2 separate regions of the Gossypium hirsutum genome follow, and region 1 is linked to region 2. The links are chromatin contacts, called in public Hi-C maps. All regions are on one chromosome and are shown on one strand. The core of a region is the stretch at or near the end of the contact, and the rest is flanking DNA. Distances in the headings are between cores, read along the strand shown.

Region 1 (6,681 bases), core at 4,138-6,637, 160 kb before region 2:
AATTTAGCGGCATTTTAATGAATCACAGCTAAATGTCTTATACCTATAGTGGCATTTTTTTAGAAATGCAATACTTTTGGCGACATTATTTGCTACGGCGTTTTCTTGTGGTGTTTTTGTTGTTAGCCGCAATAATTTTAACGGTGTGTTGCGAAGTTGTTAAATATGATGGAAAAAAACAGAATACAACATATATTTTTGTGATTTGCCATCACTTGAGGTTTAACAAGAGTTGTTATGGTTAAAACATTAACCCACAAGTTCATAACCATAGCACAAATGTTGCTTTTGGCGATATTTCACCTGCTGTTTACATTTAGAGATTAAATTAAGATAAATATAAATTGCCTTCATTGATATCCAAATATAGAAATTTTGGAATAAGTTGAACTATAACTCAAAATATTTCTTTCATAATCCTAACCAGTACGACATCAGTGGGTCTAAAAGTAACCAATTAACCTTTTATTCAATTATTATTGTTTGCTTCTTATTGAGTATTGTGATTAAATTGTCTCATTTATTTTTAAAGAATAAAATTACTCTTGGCCTAATAGATTTTTAATAAAAAAAAATCAACTAAAAGAAAGTATATTTATAATGATATTCTCAATCAATGAATTCTATAAAATGACCAAAGAGTTTATTTGTAGTTATTTTATTTCATTTTAGTATATTTTATTCCTTCATTGTCTAACATTTTTTTCCTTCTTTCTTTTTCTTTTATGAATTTTTATTAAAATTTTGATGAGATTATTGTTGCTTATTAAATCTTTCTTTTCATTTATATTTTTAATACGTAACATATTTTTTCTTTCATCTTGGTAGAGATAAATTAATTAAAAAGAATATTTTTGGTTGTGAATGAGAATGACAATTAAGCTTTTCTCTTTTCTTTTGTCATCTTTATTTATTTAGATATATTTTTAATAAAATATTTGGAGCAATCAATTTGTTTATCACACAATTCAAAATTGCAAAAACTTGTACCATATCAAGAGTAAAAGTTTTAATTTGCATATATTTTTCAATTTTAAAAACCTCTATAATATATATTGATGAATTTACTTATAAATTTAAAGTTAAATTCTTTTCACTAATTAAAAAACTCAAAAGTATCCATTTGGTTCTTTTTAAATTTAAAGTAACAATGATTTGATTTTTTGCATTCGTCTTATAAGGTTCAATAAATTTTAATTATGTTTGCCATTATTATCTGTTTTGAGTATTTATAGGATTTGACAAAAATATTATTTTATTTTTTATTACTAATACATTTTTTTAGAATTTTACTTGAAATAAAATAATTTAAATGTTAATCATAAAATTAGTTGGCTAAGAAAACTAGTTCAATGATAAAAGGAGATTTCGTTTTTAAAAATTTTGTTAGGTGACAACTCTTGTATTTAATGTATGGGACTTTGCTTTTCATTAATTTTGATGACTTGTCATACAAATAAGTAAGTTATTTTGAGTTGTTCCATCGCATAAAATGCACTTTATAATTTGAAGCCTGTATAGAGAAATTTACCACTTTATGCCTTACAAAAAAAATAAAGGGGGAATTAGAAAAAGAGAAATTAGGGTGGGATTCTCAAGGTATCTTTGAAAAAGATGCACCTCCTCGTTAACTTCTTTCTTACAAAGAGAGCTAGTATAATGCACTTTTATAATTTTGTATATAATTAATATTTTAACATTGTATTTTGTTTTTTATTTATGTTTTAAGTAAATTAGAAATGTATAATTATTTGTTTTGTATAAAAAAATTTAATTATAATGTAATTTTTTAGATCAATATGATAGAAATATTAGATTAATTTGAAATTTTACGTTCATAAAAATTTTAAATTTAAATTTATAATGATTTCTATAAAGACAAAAAAAGTAAAAAGAAAGATCCAAAACGTGAAAATATGAAACATATGGAATAGCTGAATATGATTATAGATATAGGTTTTGATTTGTTGAATGAGCAACATGTCGTCTTGTTTAATAATGAGCAATGTTTAAGAGCTAAGTATATGTATGAAATGGAGAAAAGTGTGTTACAAAACTAGATTTCGGCCTTAAGTTAACGCATTGCCTGAAAGAGCTTCATAACACACCTTTTAGAAATTGCTTCAGCCATGGACTTACTTACTTCTAGTATTGCAAAATTGACATGCAATCTTCAAATCAAAAGAAAACCTCATCCCATCTATTTTGAAGTGAGCTACACTAACCCATTCTGTCATTTTGCTGATTATGATATTAGCCATTATGCATATAAAACTAAGTTTCTCAAACAACACATAGATTAATTGAAGAACCTAAATGCTCATGTTTTCTATAATTTAATTTCACCATGTTGTATTTTTTTTTCTATAATCACAGATATCCTTATTTATTTTACTGTATAAAACCAATTCTATATGGGCCAAGGTTGGTATTCTGATAAAATATTCTCAACAATGACGACTTTAGAATTTAAACTTGGTCTAAATGATCACACACCCTTGTGAGAGGAGCAAACCACAACCACACATCACAACTTGAACCCTTGAAATGGGTTGTGAAGTGAACACCTATGACCAACAGGCCAAACACTAGTTCTCCCTTAATTATTAAACAACATGATATGATTTCAGGGAACACATTTTCTCTTCCAAAAATGGTGTGAGAGAAAACAAAATCCAACAGAAGATGAAGAGGAAAAGATGTAATTTATAAAATTATTATGGATGTCTTTCCTTTTTAAATGATGTGTAGTTTGTTAGAGATTTTCATTGGATGATGTACATTAATTTCTCTTTTGGAGGCATAAAAGTCTAATGTAGAAAGAAAAGGAGAGCAAATAAAGGCGACAGGCTAATTAACTGCAATCTTCATATATGTTCCCTTTGCTTCATCAAAGTATTTCTTAGTGTAAAGCAAAGGACACAGCAAACCTTTTGTGATGGGAATGCTTCGGTTTTACCTTTTATAAAACCTCAAGATTGATGGGAATGGCATGCTTACGTATTCAATCATTTCTTACTTTCAACTTTTGTGCATATATTTTTGTTCATAATTGAAGCCGTGGCCTTAAATTTAACACCTTTTAGCCCTAAGATGTGGTCTTAAATTTTTTATTAAGTTTGGTATTACAAATTAATAAGTACCAACTTAATTAGATAATGACCAAATATTTTAATTTTACAAAATAAATTATATTATTTTAAAGTTTTTTTTTATATATTTTACATAGAGGTTTGAAATCAAGGCTTTATAATTTTTAATATTTATACTTTACTATTATATTTACGGTAAATTACTCGATTAATAACTAAACTATATGTAAGTTTTTGTTTTGGTTATTTAATTAAAAAAGATTACAATTTGATCACTAAACTATTCAAAGTTTTCATTTTAAGTTATTGAGTTGTTATGTTTTAAAAAAAGTTCCACTTGCAAGTTCCAAGTGATGATTCGATAATTTATATGGTCGATTAATACTCATCGACGAGTAGAAGAACACACCTTAGATCCAAGTCAATCTGACAGTTAGTGTTAAAGATCAAAGAAAAAAGTTGTTTGAATTTTATTCGCAGATTTGTGATATCCATAGCTATTTCATGAAAAAAAAAAGCTGAACTATAGAAGAGAAGGAAAAGAGAGCTTTCAATTTGTGCAGGCAATGCGAACAAAAAAAGTCATATAACATCGATTTTAATAGCCCGTCGACTTAAATGAAATGTTTTGAATAATTTAGTGACCAAAACGAAAATTTACCCATAATTTAATGAGTGATGGTGTAATTTACCCTAATATTTATATTAATATTATATAAATTTATTATTTGTATATCATAATCTATATAAAAATTATTTGGCACTTATAAACTAATATGTTTTTAAAGTTATAATAAAATTTAAATATATAAAAAAAAGAAAAGAAATATGACAGTTTTTTTTTTGTTACATTGGTAAGTTGATGTAGCAAATATCAATGTATGATATAAAAAATGATGAATTTCATCATTTTAGCTAAATACTCGTATAAATTCTGTGTATATATTGAAGTTTTTTGTCACGCTCCGACAGACAACATATAGGTTTATGTACACGTGTGTAGCTACAGAGTTGTTCATGTGCTACTCTCTGGTAGCTACTTGGAAGACAGAAATATTCCTCACACGTGTGAAGTTTTTCTGAAAATAGGTACGACATAGATTGCCGCTGTAAGCCGGTACCATGTTTTAGCTAAGCTTGAGGTAAACTATTTGGGTTTTTGGGTTTTTCTTTGTAAAGCTTCCATAATGAACAGAGAGAAGCAAACTGCTTTTAGTTTAGATTAGTGAAGAGATTGTAAATCATTTCATTTACATACTAAAAATAGTAAAATCCAAGATGCTAAAAGGGAAAAACACATGATATTTTCTTTTCAAGTTTATTACGAAATGAATTACAGATGTAGATCCAAGCTAACATTGTCTTTAACGCTTGCCTTCGTTTCATAAACGTACCTATGACTCTCGGAACTTGAATCACCACCACCGCCAGCCTGAGACGACGGCAGAAACTCATCACCGGCGAACAACGGCAACGGATGCGCTGATGAACGGTCACGGTTGAAATTACAGGAGTTAGTTTGAAGCGTAGCAGGGATTCTCCAAACACCCAGTGGATTGCCATTGATGGGTGGTGGAGGGTTAGAAAACCTAGTGCTAATGGTATTGTTCCATGAAGGGTAAGCGGGCATTGACGGCATCGAGGGTGAGGGTAGCCTATAGTTAAAAAAGCCATAAATATCATTATGAGCATCGGATAAAGAAAAAGAATTGTTGTGTTGCCGTTTGGCATGTTGGCGTTCCCTTTTGTGAGCGTTTTGGTGGCCACCTAAAGCTTGGGAAGTGAGAAAGTTTCTGCAACAATAGTGACACTCAAATCTTCTGCTGCTGTTGTTATTATTATCTCCATTCTCGTTGTCCTTGGTAGTGTCTTCATTGTTGTTGTTGTTGTCGGACTCGGTGGCCTCCGTCGCTGAGTCGCCGCAGCCGAAGTCCTTGCCGAATAAACGAATAGCACCCTTTTCTTTAACAGGGGAAGGGCGGATAAAGGGAAGCTGGGAGAAGGATTCCACGTTCATGAAATCGTGTGTTTCCTTCTCCATGGAAGTTGCTGCTTCTTTTTCTTTGGGTTAAGCAGAAGGGAATTGAAGGGGAAAATCAAAACGAGGGAGCAGAGAAAAGAAAGGAAAGAGGAAGGTAGCTAATATTGGGCGGAAGTGGGACCTATAAAACAAGGGATTCATCCATGGTGGAATGAACCAGCCATGGCCATGAATATGAATATGAAAGTGAGGGCTGACAAGCCCAAAAGTGAGGGGCTGGGCGGGGACTTTTTCATTTTTTATCCTGATAATCGTCTTAAAAAATGTTATTTATAAAGAAAAAAAATCTGAAAATGCAATGCAAGTTACTACTACATTTAAATAATTTATTTTTTTATGGAATGTAATTTACAACTATACTTAAATAATCTTATTTTTTATTAATATTTACACTAAATTATCTCACTTAATTTTTTTTTGTTAGTGTTCATAGTCGATAATAGTAGTTAATTCTCTTGTAGCGTGTGCTTTCTGAAGAGATAAATGATTGGTCATAAAATATATTATGAATCTTCAATTTTATAATTAAAGGATAAAGTGAACAACCATAACACTACGCTCTATAATTATTTTAAATTTTATTTACTACTTTAGCCTTCCCCTTTGATTATAATGTTTTCCTTTTTGGTTCTCAAATTTTAGATAATATTTTATATTATATTATTTTTTAAAGTAAATAGAAATATTTATAAAATTAGAATACATTATTATAATTTTTATAAAATTAAAAATAAATAAAAATATGAAATATTATTTGATACATAAGCTTTATTAAAATTTAAAGATTATTTAAGGATACATGTAAATTTCCCAATGTTACAATCAATCATATATGTGAAGTCCTAAAAATATTAGTAGAAAATAGTTATAAAATTAAAAATAAATATGTTAGATAGGAGGCACAACCTTAATGAAAAATCAATTCGCCTCGTCTTAAAACCCAACAAATATAAATGGTGGTTATAGTTTTGCTACTTTTCACTTAAAATTTTCTAGTATCTTGTGGAAAGTTCTGCTACAACCTCCTAACATCATGAAATTTTACTTTTATGTTACCAACAGGCCCTCACCTCCTTATCCTTTTTTTTTTCTTATTTCTATAATTTGTTAAATAAGTGAAAAAAATGTAGATAATTAAACCTGATTCTATATTAAAAGAAGGAGGTTAAATTGTTTGGTGAGTCCTTGAAGAATAAATTAATCTACCAACTACAATTTAATTTTGAAACTTTGAAATTTAAAAAATGTTGATTTCTCATTTTATAATAAGGTGAAAAGAGAATTAGAGTAAGAAAAAATTGGTTAAATTATTCACGTTATTTTAAAAAATAATACATTTAAATAAATCAAGTTTTGGGTATTTGGAGATGATTGAGTAATAGTAATTAAGATGGTATTCTTAGTTGACCAATTCACTTTTGATCATTAAAAGAAATAATGGGCAGAGCAATAAATAAAAATAATGGGAAAGTGTGAAAGGTTTATATTATGTATACCAATCCAATTGAAAGGAGAAATTAATGAGTTACCAAAGGATATTAATTAATC
Region 2 (7,263 bases), core at 2,299-4,798:
GTAGGTTCAAAAATTTATTTCTTAGACTTCCATTTGAAAAATCATTTTACCAATTTTTGTTCAACTTTAACTTTTATTCAAAAAAATTTAATTTGTTATATCAAAACATATTATCAAATAAAGTATGGTATAACAAAATATCCATTGGAGATGTCCATCAATTTAAAGGGCTGAATCGGCTTCCACAAAGCATATACTTTGTTTTGGAGCACAGCAAACCCAATTCTTCTGCCTAAAATCTTAATCACTACTGTGTAAGCCATATCCTTAATTAATAATTGATTATCCCTCTCCGAGAAATTAATCGATAGAATACCATTGCCGAAAGACCTCATGATATCTCCTTCCACAAAGGCTAATTCATCATCCTCATCAAAGGCTATTGCATCGGCCTTCCTCGCCAATTTCGTCATCATTTAGATTAATCAATTTTATGCAAAATATAAATATTTGTTAGAAAGGATTTACATATTAAATTCAAATCTAATTATTTACTTCTAATGCATTAGAATTATTATTATGAATATCATAAAATACATTAAATTAGATTTATAAGGTAATTAACACATATAACAACAATTTTATTTTAATATAAATCAGTCCTTCAAGATATCAAAAATTTCAATCATCCAAGCGTCTTAAATTTATTATTATTTATTTTATTTATAATCTTTCAATATAAATTTATGTGTATATTGTTTACACAAAATGCATGGGCTTAAGTAGACTAAATATTACTTATTAATTTTCGAATATTTTAGTTGCAAATTACTATGTTATCATTTCTTTATCATATTATATGTAGAATATAAAAATAAATATTTATTTTAATATATTCTTTTAATAAATACAATCAATCATGCAATAAAAAACTAATTATTGCAAATAATAATCAAATTAATTATCATAAGACATTACTTAATAAAAGTCATACTGTATTACATGTTAATAATGAAAATTACAATATTATACCAAAAAGAAATGTAAGTGAAATGGATTAGAAAGACGGATATGTTTTTTCTTTCCTTTCCTTTCAACGGCGGATCTTAAGATTTAAGTTTTCACGGGTTTATTAAAATTTTTAAAAATTTTAAAAGTTTAATGAGAATTTTAAAAAAAAATTTGAGGTCTAATTAAAATTTTTAATTTTTTAAAAGATTAATCAAAATTTCCAAAATTTTAGAAAGCTTGATTAAAATTTTCAAAACAAATTAAAAGGTAAATAGAAATTTTCAAAATTTTGAAGAGCTTAATTAAAAATTTTAAAAATAATTCAAGGGAGAAATGAAAATTTTTAAAATTTTGGGACCTAATAAGAATTTTTTAAAAAATTTAAGAGAAAAGAAATAAAATTTTCGCAAAATTTTAAAGAGCCAAAAACCCCCCCTTTAGTCACCATTACGCTCCACCACCACCTTCACCTTTGCCTCCGTTTCCTTTCTTTTTTCTTTTTAATAATAATGCTTACATTACATCTTTAAGGAGAGAGGTAAGTGTTTCCTTTCCTTTTTCTTTTTGTTATAATAAAACTTACATTACATCTTTAAAGAAAAAGATAAATGATTTCAAATGGCTTGAACTTGATAATATGCCAACACTTGAATAAGCATATACATGTTAATTCCCAATTGTCATTAAACCAATGGCTTTTTGATCTTTCCTTTCTTTTCAAGTCGAGTAATGTACTTCAAACATAAAAATCGACGAGTTAAATTAATTATAGTTACATATATAAGTTCTTTTTCCACAATAAATTATGATAAATATTAATAAAAAATGGTTAAAATAGTAAAAAAATTATGATAAAAAATCCTTATTTATTTTTTTAGAAAAAAAAATTAGATTTTGCACGAGGAATATAAATTGAACTAATTTAATGATTATATTAGTGTATCTTGGATTCACTCAAAAAAAAAAAAAAGGGACTGTTATGTATTGGTCCATGCTGGAGTCGTTGGTTTAGCAATTATTCTCAACTGCATGCCTTCACTTATAATTCTTCCTAATTTTAGTTGTCATTACATGACATGTCGTTGTCTTGTTCCTTTCTTCTCTCTCTAACTCATAATTTCTTGTGCTTTTTTAGTTGTCATTATATGCATGTATAAGAGAAGCACCCTTCATTCATGCTTAACACCTTATTTGCCATTAAAGTCATAGCGGCAGAGGTGTGGTTTGGAAGGGGACCCTTCAAATTGGCGGTTGTTTTTCTTTTAATGTTTTTGAGTTGAATGGATTTATTGAATATATATATATATATATATTACAAGCTATAACTGAAATTTCAATTAATATAGCTTAAATAACTACAAATATAATTAATTATCTGGCTCAACAATCCCATCAAAATATATCTAAAAAAAAAATCATAACACAAATTATTAAGTAGGTCAAGGATAAAATCTAAAAGGTAAGCAAGAATCTTGATCTTCTCAAATAAAAAAATAAACATTATTTAAGCTGCTTATAAATAATTAAATTACAAAGAAAAATACACTTTAACCCTCCCAAAAAATTTATATTTTAATTTCTCAGAATTTTATTGTTAAAAGAATCTTTAATTTCACCCTTGAATAAGCTTCTCAAGGTTTGGGCACCGTGCAACTTAATTCAATACTCGTGACCTAATTGAGTTTAGACAAAGAAATTTTGATCTCAAAACTACTTGACCCTAATTACTATTCATTAGTTTCAAAAATTAGTTATATTTAATTATATAAATATAAAAAACACACCTAAATTATTAAATATGTGAATATTTTAAATACGAATGCCATACGTATTAAGGAAAATAACACTTTCTATCCGTTAAACTTACCTAATATTTAAGGGAACAACTTTCATATTAAAAATTGGCCTTCAACTTGTTTACTTTTGTTGTACCCATATAAGCTCCTTCATTTGATGTGTACTTAGTTTAGCCGAAATAAGTATTCATGTCAACAGTTATTTAAGTATAAATTAAAAATTAGAGATTTATTTGGATACAAATTAAAAATAAAGGATTTATTAGGATAAAAATTAAGCTTAAGAACTTATTCAGATATATTAAAATTTTAAATACTTATTTATATAAAATAACGAAGTTGAAGGATACCTATTAAGCATTTTAGCCTTAAAATTTAAATTTCAAGCAAGTTTCAAACCTTGTTGAAAGAGGTCCGAAATTATAGAATGAATGGGATAGCCTATTTTATTTTATTTTTCAATATTCAAATCCAATGAATTTCACATCTATAAAACAAAATAAAGATGCTGCTCGGAAAAATATTAATTACAGATGACCCAATCTTCTCCTATATAATGGTGCAATTTAAAATCCAGGTGACTATGGCTTTTTGCTACCACTACTGTGGTGCTAGTCCTTGAATAAGAGTTTTATGAATTTAAACTGATGGATGATGGGCTCACTTGTGCTTGGGCTAGAATTTGGTGAGCGCCAATGAATGAGGAACATTTGTAAGAAGATGGTAAGTTAAGTGATGCTGGAGTATGTACTCTCGGGCACTCTCTGATTATTAAGTCAATGAAGGTTATAAACGTTAAGTAAATTTTTAATAAAGTGAAAAGTAACAGTAAAGGCACAAGGAAGAAGATAGTACTACCTACGACCTTTATAGAGTTTATTTGCCTTAGGGATCAAGAATGGACTGATTTATGGTCCCCCAGTTATGCTCTCAGCCAACACAAGGTACATTGTAGAGGTTAGAAGATGAGTTGCATCAGGTGTCAATCTGCATACTGCAAGTGCTTGTATGTGGTCCTACTAGCCCTTGAAAGCTATATGTGTTTGTCTTATGTGTCACCTGTTAGGTTGCCTAAGCACCACCGGCGCAATGAAAAATAAAATTTTGGTGAAACCACACCATGGGTTCATGTATGAGATGACGGATCCGGGATAAAGAGGGTTCGAAATATGCCTTCTTTTCTTTCCATGTAGACTAATCTAAACCTCCGGTGGATCCGAATGCAAAATCCATTTCAAATAGCACTGTCACTATAGAGATATCAAACTACAACCACAACATTTATCGTTTAGGCTTGAACAAAAGAATTTTCTCTCGTGAACTATTCAAAGAGATTTTTCAAAACAAAAAAATTACTTTTCAGTGCTAGCTTGATAATTTTGGAGGAAGGAAAAGGGATAAAAGTATAAGAAAGAACTATATAAAACTGTGATTCCACGTCATCCTTATCCCTTTCTAATATGATAATGACAAATCAGATTTTTCAAAATTTTCTATTGGAAAAGGATAGGGATGACATAAAATTAAAGTTTCATACAATTTCATTTCTAATAGTATCTCAATTTATTCAAAATTATTTTTAATAAACAAACACATTTAGCATAACAAGGAAATTAAAATCTCTTTAACCAAATTTTTAAATATTATATTCAATAAATTTAATAAAATAAATTTTATCTCAATTAAAATACGTGAATATATTTCACATTATTTTAATCAAATCCATTATATATGTTGGTCAAGCAAGCATATATATCGTGTCTAAATTTCAACCCTATCAAATTAGATTAATTATATGAGTACATTTTTATATAATTAATTTATCTTATCCGACATGTTAAATATAATCTCAATTGTTCTAATCATAGGGTGCTGTCATGGGACTAGAACTTTAGTCTCACAATCTGTGCGGCTTTAGGAGATTTATTGGATTCAAATCAGCTTAAGCCAGTCTAACTCTCGCAAAGTTAGAATTCTCAATAAAAATTCTAAGGCATCAAAAGTAAAGCAAAAGCAACTCAAAGACGAAAGAGCAATGAAAGAACAGAAGAGCCACAAGAAAGCAACGTATACAAGGTGTTTGAGTAAATGTTCTCTGTAACACACCTTACTCGACCCGATGATTGGGTCCGAGTATGGTATACTTAAAATTATAAGAATTTAACAAAGGTATTTAAAATTATTTAAACTTAGGATAGTGGTGTAGTCCTCAATACGATAATGACACAACAATCAAATTATTTATACGACAAGAAAATAACATTTTAAACAAAACATTTAGCGAAAGCCTTATGAAACTCGATAAAGTTATTCCCTTTACAAAAGTTTCAATGTACATTATTGGTAGCTTGAACAACGTTCAAACAATTTGGTGTTCACACCTAAAATATTATCTCATATACCATCTCATTGGGTCAAAACACTTAGATATATAACTGGAGCAAACAAAAGTTTCATAAAACAGAGCCTAACAAAAATTGTGATTCGCTACAAGATTTGATACAAAACAATTCTACATGCCACCTTGCCTATAGAATGCATGATACAAAAAAATAACAAAAGGCTCACAATCAATAGTTCTCTAGTGTAGTCCTTTCAAAGTTCTCTTCCTTCAATTAACACTTATAAGAAGGAAAAGATAACCGAGTAAGTTCAAACAAACTTAGTGAGTTCAAAGACAAGGAAAGAACATATAAATCATCTACAACAGTATCCAAGGTAATACCAGACCTGTCAAAAGGGTTTAAAAAATAAAATCATAATACACCGAATGGCGTAAACCGCATACAGATGAACACAACATGCAAACTTAATACGACATAAGGGCGGTTACTAAACGCCAACTTAACCATAACGAATAGATAACCTATCCTTATGCCAGCCATGTATCCAGAAACTTAGAATTAGAAGCATATCAAATAGTCGTATTCATATTTATACACTTCCTTAACTCTTCATATCATTTTTGTTCAGATAAGCATGTTTTCACGTGATTTGCCAATCCAGTTTGCAATGTAACTACTAGAGGCATCACAAACATATCCCCCTTCTTCATCACCACATATCATACCACATACATCATACACAGATGGTACTAGCTTGAGCAAAAATGATGGTATTTACTTCAAAACACAGACAGACTATACTCATACTGCTGACACTAAATTACCACCACCCATACAAACATCATTCACCCGCTACTAAGAGGGATTACTTACTTTATAAAATTTATACAACAATGGAATTTAAAACACATAAAAGTAAGAATGAACTTACCAAAAACTCTAGTACAGTGATCTATATAGCAAGTCCTTTGTTCTTATCGCTAGGACCTTTGTTAACTTTTTGAGTTAAAAGAAAGATAAATATTCTTATCATATCATTAAAGTATCAAAACTGAACATGTATGCAAGACTCGGTAATGAAAAATCCAGAATCATGAAGTTTCCTTCCTCACGAACAATTCTAAAGTCTAAGCATGTAATACAATAAACACATGAATTTCTTCGATAATAACCTAAGGGTGTACCAGAAATCACCAATAAGTTGGTACAAATATAGGTGTTAGCCGAATTCTATGAACCCTCTTCGATGAAGCTCTATATATTAAGGTTTTTCAGAAAGTTATAGAATAATTCAAGGAAGAAGGAAAAGATGTAAAGGTAATTCTTAATGGCCAACGCTATCCTTATATACTCATGCAACGACGACAAGGTGTAGTGGAAAAATGAGATAATTCCACTAACACCCTTGATTCTCGTGATGAAACGCACTTAATAAGTTTCAAGTCTAGTCATCTATAGTATTCTAGTTCAACTCTAACTAGGATTAAACGAAACCCTAGTATGACTAAGTCATCATAATGTGGACTAAATATAGAAATATATCTATCGAATTGCGAACTTAATGAGTTCACCCAAAACATTTGGGATGGGCTGATACTTAACAGAAGTGTTCGCTAAACCTTAGAGTTCGCCAGTTGGCGAATCTCACAGAGTGTACTACTCCGTCAAATTAAATATTTTACTTACTCAATTCTACCATTAACTTAACTAACTTATACATGAAACGATTACTTGATATTGAGTCTCCAATAGGTGGGATGTTACTATTCTCCCTCACTCAGAAAATTTCATCCTCGAAATTCATACCTGTGAAAAAGTTGAAGATACTGCTCTTTCATCAAAATTTTACTTTCCCATGTAGCTTCTCCTCTATTGTGATTTCTCCATAACACTTTTACTAGTGGGATCCTCTTATTCCTTGACTCTTTTACTTCTCTTTCTAAGATGCAAACAGGTTCCTTTTCATAAGAAAGATTTGGCTATACTTCTTTAACATAGACACATGAAATACATTATGAATCTATGATAATTTTGGTGGTAATGCCAACTTATTTGCCACTGGCCTAAATTGTTCTAAAATCTCATGCGGTTCAATGAAACGTGGGCTTAACTTTCTTTTTTAATCAAACCTTATGATTTTCTTCCAAGGAGAAACCTTTAGGAACAGTTTA

The links. Hi-C and Micro-C count contacts between places; a contact is called where the count stands out from the background.
Region 1: a contact with region 2 is called in a Hi-C map of leaf, with 1.7 times the contacts expected there. The contact joins the promoter of LOC107897127 here to the enhancer-like site in region 2. A contact is called at or near these places in 5 of 34 Hi-C or Micro-C datasets (leaf and petal).

The regions. Positions count from the first base shown.
Region 1 is chrA01:51,578,852-51,585,532 of Gossypium_hirsutum_v2.1, reverse strand. It overlaps LOC107897127 (zinc finger protein 8), which reads right to left and starts at 5,387. Exons shown (of 1, transcript XM_016822474.2): 1 at 4,375-5,387. The coding sequence starts at 5,133. The coding sequence ends at 4,426.
Region 2 is chrA01:51,420,421-51,427,683 of Gossypium_hirsutum_v2.1, reverse strand. No RefSeq gene overlaps it. Among protein-coding and RNA genes, the nearest start is that of LOC121206880, 30 kb to the right of the region's middle. Within about 2 kb of position 3,548, at least 1 of the 9 cell types and tissues checked has an H3K27ac peak or open chromatin away from gene starts, as enhancers often do. A contact at or near this core is called in leaf, where this site is marked.